2 separate regions of the Sus scrofa genome follow, and region 2 is linked to region 1. The links are chromatin contacts, called in public Hi-C maps. All regions are on one chromosome and are shown on one strand. The core of a region is the stretch at or near the end of the contact, and the rest is flanking DNA. Distances in the headings are between cores, read along the strand shown.

Region 1 (3,675 bases), core at 663-3,162:
GCCTCAGTGATGGTCCCACAGACCTTCCTCCCCTCTTCCCCCTCCGGGTGCTTCCCCTTCCCTTCCCTGACCAGCTTTTCTGGGCCTCCGCCCTGGGCCCTCTCACTCGGGTGGAACCTCTTCTCTGCTGTTTGCACTCTTTTCTGACTCGTTTCCAGGCCTCGCTGAGGAGTAGCAACTCTGAAATGCCCCTTGTGAAAAACACTTCGACTCCAAGAGTCACAAAAACACGCTCCCTTTCCTTATTGTCTAGCAGGCCCAGTATCCCTATTACGTAAACCTGAGAGCTGAGGTACACTGAGTGCCGACTACAAGCCAAGCACTGTGCCAAGCACCGTACAGGTGTGGTGGCAGGGGCCGGGGTGCGTTTTCCAGATCCGTTTGGGATCAGGCCCTCGTTCCCCAGGGTGCTGTCTGCTGTAGGCTCCCAGCAGTCTCTCTCCAGGAGCTGCTCTTGGCAGAGGGAACGGCCTTGTTTAAGATTACGCCAGCCTGGAGTTCCCATCGTGACGCAGCGGAAACGAATCTGACCAGGAGCCATGAGTTTGCGGGCTTGATCCCTGGCCTTGCTCAGTGGGTTAAGGGTCTGGCGTTGCTGTGAGCTGTGGTGTAGGTCGCAGACGCGGCTCAGATCCAGCATGGCTGTGGCTGTGGTGTAGGCCGGCAGCTGTAGCTCTGATTGGATCCCTAGCCTGGGAACCTCCATATGCCAAGGGTGCAGCCCTAAAAAAAAAAAAAAAAAAAAAAAAAAAAGAAAGAAAGAAAAAAAAATTAGGCTGTCCAGTGAACAGCTGATGTGGGACGCAAGGCCGCCCCTTGCTTCACTGCAGCGACTGCTCTGAAGGGCCATCCCACTCCAGAGCATCCCTTGGGACCAGCTTCAGCATCCGTTCCCCCCTCTGCCCAACCCTGCTTCCCTCACACCCTCTTAGTTCCGAGAACTCTCCCCAGCCAGCCTCTGCCTCAGAGGAACTATGTTCCTTGTTTCCTGGGGAACTCCAAGTACAACTTAAATTTATCTAGTTCTCACAACTTTATGAAATAAATGCATCACGTTTTCATCTTAGAGGCGAGGAAATGGAGACATGAAAAGGTTGAGAAGCTTGTCCCGGGTCTCCCACCAGTAAACAGCAGAGCCCAGATTTGAAAGTGAGAAATCCATCTCCAGATCACACACACTTAACCTCACCTGCAGCCTCTTAATTGCAATCCCAAAGGCATGTGAGGAGCCTTGGGGAGGCTGTGATGCCGTTATGAGAACGTGAGGAGAGAAGCAGGGCATCCATTACCTTTATCTCAGAGATGAGGGCGCTGAACTAACTAGCAAATACTTAAAAGTTGCGTTCATCAGTTACAAAGGTGTTGGGATTCTCAGCTGGGAAAGGGCAGTAGAGAAAAGTGTGGTAAATTCATATTTGAATTCTGGCAAAACCTTGTGTGACTTTCAGCAAGGGGTTTAACTCAAGTTTTAGCGAAAGGGATTGGGACTTAGCAGTTGCTCAATAAAGCCGCCTCCCGCCCCCCGGCCCACGGGGGGAGTTGTCTATTTCTAACTCTGATCTTGGGCACGTCTTTTTAACTTTCTGACTCGGTTTCTTCATTTCTAAAATGGCGGTGATGATGTAAAGGGCTTCCTGGGCTGACCCGTGGCCATCTGGGTAGAAGCACAAGAAATGTAAGGCACCAGCATAATATGCTGTCTTGCACCCTGTGCTCTGCTCCGTGGAGCCCTAACAAGCTCAGGCTCAGGCTGTGACCCACACTTCGCTTACCTCCCCAACCCGCCACCCCCACGCAAATCCTCCTGGCACCGCTGAGTTGGTTTCCTGCTTTTACTAACGGCCGACAGGGTTTTTTCCTACCTAACTGGGTGCGAGCGCGTCTCGACAACGTGCGACTTCTCTGCCGCGCCTCCCTCCCCACGCCGCCGTCCGCCCGGAGGAGGGGGCAGCCCCGTGAGCACCCCTGCGGTGCGAGAGTTGCACGAGGGTAGCAGGGTAGCGGCGCATCCTAGGCTCCGCGCCCCGCCCCTTCGAGCCCCCGGCCCCGCCTCCGTCTTCGCCCGCGCTCAGGACGGCTCTCCGATTGGTCGGCGGCTCTCAGCCCCGCTCCGCCCCCTCCAAGGGAATAAAAGCCGCTGGCTCAGTGAGGTTCCCCTTGATAAACGCAGTCTGCATAGAGGCGCTAGCTGCTGCCGCTGTTCTGCCTCCCTGGGTTCTGCGGTGTCCCCAGGAGCCCGCCACCATCCTCTCCACGACGTGCTGCCCTGCATCAGCAGCCATGTGCCGGACCCTGGCTGCCTTCCCCACCACCTGCCTGGAGAGGTAAGAGGAGCTTGTCCAGCTGCCTGGAGAAAGAAGTCCAAGTCCCATCAACCTTAGGAAGCGGAGCGGCAGCCTTGGGGACCTGGGTGGGCAGGAGCATGGGACGCTAGTAACTTGAAAGGTGGAGGTCAACTTGGTTCCGCGTTCACAGATGCCTCCCTTAGAGTCTAAGAGGAGGATGGACCACCAGAAGGGAGAAGGCGAATTAAAGGGAAGCAGAGGGTCCGCTGCTTATTGGCATTCCCCATCCTCTGACACAAGTTGCAGTTCTACCTGGCTGACCTGCTGAAGTCTCGGCTGCAGGAAGACCTGGTGTTGGCATCACCAGGCAGAACTGTCTTCCCTGGTTTCTTAAGCACTTGGTTTTCGTTTTAAAGCCCAGAGCTAGGGCCCTGGCCTCCTCAGGTGCTGGGAAGGCAGGGAAGTGTTTTTCAGCGTCCCCCCCTTCCCCCCACCTGGTGAGAGATGTGCCCACTTCCCAGGGGACTTCTCAGCCTCACCAATCTTTGCTGAAGCTGGAGGCTGGAAAAGAAAAAGTAAAGATGAAGGTAGAAATCAACTTCCACACAGTTCTAGAAATATTTGTAACAAGCCCAGAGTGTGCTGAACTGCCTTCTGCTCATCAGCTGGCACAAAGATAGATTGGTGTGACTTAATGCCAAAAAGCCCATGAATACAGCTGTATTGTAGACCCAGAAAGTATAAGACCTATGGAGGCACAGCTCAAAGACTGCTTTCATTGTTTCTGGGTTCATGATACTGATGAGAGAAGCAACGTTTATGCCCTGGGAATAGCCAAGTGTCCCAGGAAGCTTTGGGGGGGCGCCAGCATGAGCTCTCCTGGGACCCCCTCAATCTCTCTGCCCTGGCCAAGCAACCGGAGATTCCTCACATGCTCATGCGTTGTCTTCCAGAGCCAAAGAGTTCAAGACCCGGCTGGGGATCTTTCTTCACAAGTCAGAGCTGGGCTCCGATCCCGCGAGTGTTGGCAAATTCGAGTGGGGCAGTAAACACAGCAAAGACGGGTGAGTCCTGCCGGCCGGCCTGGGGCCCCTGGAGAAGGAAATACAAGGAGAAATTAGGACATGTCAGGGTGGACTGTGATGACCCCTGTAATGATTGCTGGTCTGCGGTGGCTCCCTGGCTCATGGGTGACCGGGTGGGTGGCTCAAGGCTTTGAAGTCCACCAACAGACAAATCTACCCAGGGCCAGCATGTCTAGTCACTGGACTCTCCCACCTGGAGATGTTATTGAACATGCAGCCACGGCTGGGGCGGGGGCAGGACCACCGGAGGGCTTTTCATCAATGGCTCTACTTCCGGTAGCATGCACTTTGCCTGGAAGCCCTTG
Region 2 (3,675 bases), core at 380-2,879, 930 kb before region 1:
TAATTTATAAGACGATTGACCAAATCCATGGTACAGCTAACATGCATCTTATATTTATGCAGAATTTTAGAGGTTCAAAAAAATTCTTGCATCTAATCATCAGAACAATCTTATTAAGTACACATTACTAGCCCCACTTTAGCAATGAGGAACCTGAGATTCAGAATTTTAAGTGGTATGCATCAATCAATAGATTATGAGTGCAAGGAAGAGTCAGGACTCAAGCCAGGGTTCTCTGATTCTAAGCCCAGTACTCTTTTCAATTACAGCACAGGAAACGAACTATTGAGGTTTAACAGGGCAACAGCCAGCCCTCTGCTAGAGGTGGAATTAAACTAGACCTGACAAATGTCCAAAATAATTTTATTCTGCAAATACTTCTACTTCAGTGCTATACACATAGCCCAACAACCATTCCCTCAGTTTTAGTGCTTTTACCTGCTCAATAAGAGCTTTGCTCTCAGAAATGGGGATGTCAAATATAATAAAAAGCTGGCCTAGCGGGATCATATAAATCTTAAACGGCAAAGATAAATTTTAAAGGCTTGGTTTCCACTAATCCTTACACATTTTGTTTTCCCTCGGCGTCAAAAGAGTGTAACTCGCCCCTACTCTTTTCTAACATTCTTGCTCCAAACAACCAGTTATTTTAAGATGTCAATGACTGACCCTACCCCAAATTCCACAGGTTTATCCCAGTCTTGTCACGAGACCCCAGCCCCTGCCCAGACACCTCCCCCTCCTTCCCAAAGGTTATGATACCTAGTTCGGATTCTGCAGGTGCAGTCGAGATGCTGTTACACAGCACTGACAGATAAGATATGACCTTTCGACTCTGTCCTTGGGGACTCCCCGCTGGCCGCACAGCGTAGTTCCAATCGCGAAAAAGAGGCTCCCGGCTCTGGAACGAAGCCACAGTCGGCGTACGGTCTGAAGCGACGTCTCTGACAACTAGAACGATGCTGGGCGACTGGGCGTGCATCACTCCGCCTCATACTCCTGTCAACTGCAGGGGACTTGGTCCGGCAACCAGTCCATCCCACCTCACAGGCAAGTCCGTGCCAGCCGGACCTTACGCAGGACACCGATGGCAGGTCGTTGGCGGCGGCAGTGGCAGCACAAGCCAAGGCCACCCGCCCTCCGAGCCCATCGCCGCCAACCTAAGACCCCCTAGGCTGGACCGCAGAGAAGCGTTTCTATGGAAACCCCCCAGGGATCACGTGACGCACGTGGACGCCCAATCGCCTCTTACCTCTGCCCGCGGCGCCGCTTTCTGCCCTCCCCTGCCCCGCCCCCTCCCGCCCCCGCCTCCTTCACCCAGCCCCGCCCCTTTCCTGCAGCGAGTCCGCACCTGCGCACTGCGTCCAGCGCGCTCCCTCCCTCCTGCGCTCCCGGGCTGGGAGGGGGCCGTGGGGGTGGTGGAGGAGGGTTGGAGGAGAGCGCGTTCCTGAGAAGGAAGAGGCGCCGCCAGCGCGCAGGCCCAGAACCACCCGGGCCGGGGCTGCCGGCCGACGCCTCTGAGCGGAAGAGGGAAGTGAAGGCGGCAGTCTGCGGGTGCCAGCCGGGTTGGGCTTGCTAAGGTAGAGGCAGCACCGAGGGGAGGCCTTGGCCGCCGGTCCGGATCGAGGATGTCGAAGAACACGGTGTCGTCGGCCCGGTTCCGGAAGGTAGACGTGGATGAGTACGACGAGAACAAGTTCGTGGACGAGGAAGACGGGGGCGACGGGCAGGCCGGGCCCGACGAGGGCGAGGTGGACTCCTGCCTGCGGCAATATCCTTCTGTTCGCCGCCCCCCCACCCCACCTGGCCCTTCTTCCGGGACCCGCTGCGGGCAGGGGGTGAGGGGGGCGGGCCCCGGCCGGGAGCCGGGCGCGGAGCTGCTCCCAGTGCCCACGGCTCCACCCGGTCTCTTTGGGGGTCACGGGTTCTCAGAGGGCAGGGGACTCTCCCATTCCTACCGACTCGCCCCGAGACCCCAGGGTCCAGCCCTCGGGAACCTGCCCTTCCGGCGCGCCGTCCACTCCCCGGATTCCTCAGGTTGCGCCAGGAGTTCTCGCCTCCGGGAATTCCGCGGGGCCGGCCGCGCCCTCGCGGCGGTGCAGCTGGTCAGTCGGACTGCTGCGCGGCGCTTAAGTTGTCCTCCCAGAACGGTATTTACCCGGGTCTCATTAGCTCCCGAGTCTGATTGAGAGAACAGGCGTCTTTCTTCAGTGATTTTGTTTTCATCGTGGTAGTGGTTTTGTTTTGGCAGCATTAGGATAGATTCTTTCCTGCCAGCAGAGATGGGGCGGTTTGCAGGGTTGAGGCCCCCTCCGTCCTTCCAGTCCGGGGGCTCTTTTTTAGGAGACAGGGATTTGGCAAAATATAGATTGCACAGAATTTTTTACCTGGGGAAAAGGGAGTGAGTGCAAAACCACCGCAGCTCCCCAGAAAGAATCTGGGAGCTTTTTACCTGTTAAGCAAAGGACAGTAGAAAGAAGACGGGGAATGCATGTGGAGAATCCCTGGAAATATTTAAAATAAACCCCAATGAATAAAATAGAAGAAAATGAATCATTTGCGCAAAACAGAAGCATTTTGTAATCCTGGAATCGTTTCCCTTTTAGTTAAAATGTGTCTGTCAGTTCCTGGGTTTTGGTTTTGCATATTTGAATATTCATGACTTTGAGGGAGTATTGGCATCAGATCTTTTTTAGGAAAATGTAAATGTTACAATAACCAAAGCTGTAGTTTCAAAGATTCTCAATTACTGACCCACTCATTTCTCATTATCCTTGGGTGTATTCATAAGGTAAGGAAGGCTTTTTAGACTCTTTCCGCCTCAGTGTCCTATTAAATTCAACGTGGAAATATATGAGCGAAAATATTTGGTCACAACCACAGCTGGTCTTAGAGGCACCTAAAGTACAGCATTAAACATTTGTCAACATACAGATGTTTCTTTGATTTCTCTGACTTTCACAATCAGCTGTTGCTGTTTTGCATTATTTAAATACTTCAGTGTTTGGGGTCTTATAAGTGAACCAGTCTGCAGAAGGCGTGCTTCTCTAGAAGTCCATTAAGCCTTGAAAATAACAGTCTACCAACAACCATAGTTTTTTTGGTCAGACCTTTTCCTTCAGAATATAAATGATGTCTGTCTAAAAACATTCTTTGTGATGAAAAAATGATGTTTCATGAGACTAACATTTTAGATAACGATGATGACTCTTAAATGGTACTGCTGTATCCACAGAGTGGATCTGCTTTTTAAATCAGTTCATCTTAAAATGTAAAGATGCTGTCTTACTGTCTCTTCTACTCTTGTTACAAGAAGAGACAAGCCCTATCAGGCACCACAGATGGAGGAACAAGAGAACTCTGTGGTTTTCCTTTTAGGGAAATAACTGTACATTCTGACAGTCTGATTGGCCTTCTGTTTCTCATACTTGCTAACTCACTGGTGCTTTCAAGTGAGACTAAATGTAATAGGTGTGGCCTAAGGTAGTTTGAATGACCTTTATGAACTGTGAGAGCAAACATCCAAAAGAGAAAAATTAAGCTGACACCTAAGGGTCATTGAATTGCTATATCTTCTTATGATGCCTCTTGTCATCAGTATTGGGAGATTGCTAATGTATATCATTCAGATTGCTAGAGTGATCTGCCAGCACGTTCTGTTAGCATTTCATTATA

What was found. Hi-C and Micro-C count contacts between places; a contact is called where the count stands out from the background.
Region 2: a Hi-C map of heart right ventricle shows a contact between it and region 1, with 4 times the contacts expected there. The contact joins the promoter of ARPC5 here to the promoter of RGS16 in region 1. A contact is called at or near these places in 1 of 47 Hi-C or Micro-C datasets (heart right ventricle) and 1 of 2 datasets of contacts at active chromatin or transcription factors (skeletal muscle).

Annotation. Positions count from the first base shown.
Region 1 is chr9:123,917,356-123,921,030 of Sscrofa11.1, reverse strand. It overlaps RGS16 (regulator of G-protein signaling 16), which reads left to right and starts at 1,912. Exons shown (of 5, transcript XM_021063763.1): 1 at 1,912-2,324; 2 at 3,239-3,349. The coding sequence starts at 2,281. It overlaps LOC110255525 (a long non-coding RNA gene), which reads right to left. Exons shown (of 2, transcript XR_002335963.1): 2 at 2,890-3,377. LOC110255524 (a long non-coding RNA gene) reads right to left here and starts at 1,947. Exons shown (of 4, transcript XR_002335961.1): 1 at 1,863-1,947.
Region 2 is chr9:124,845,860-124,849,534 of Sscrofa11.1, reverse strand. ARPC5 (actin related protein 2/3 complex subunit 5) reads left to right here and starts at 1,629. Exons shown (of 4, transcript NM_001134357.1): 1 at 1,629-1,771. The coding sequence starts at 1,629. It overlaps RGL1 (ral guanine nucleotide dissociation stimulator-like 1), which reads right to left and starts at 1,177. Exons shown (of 19, transcript XM_003357576.5): 1 at 763-1,177.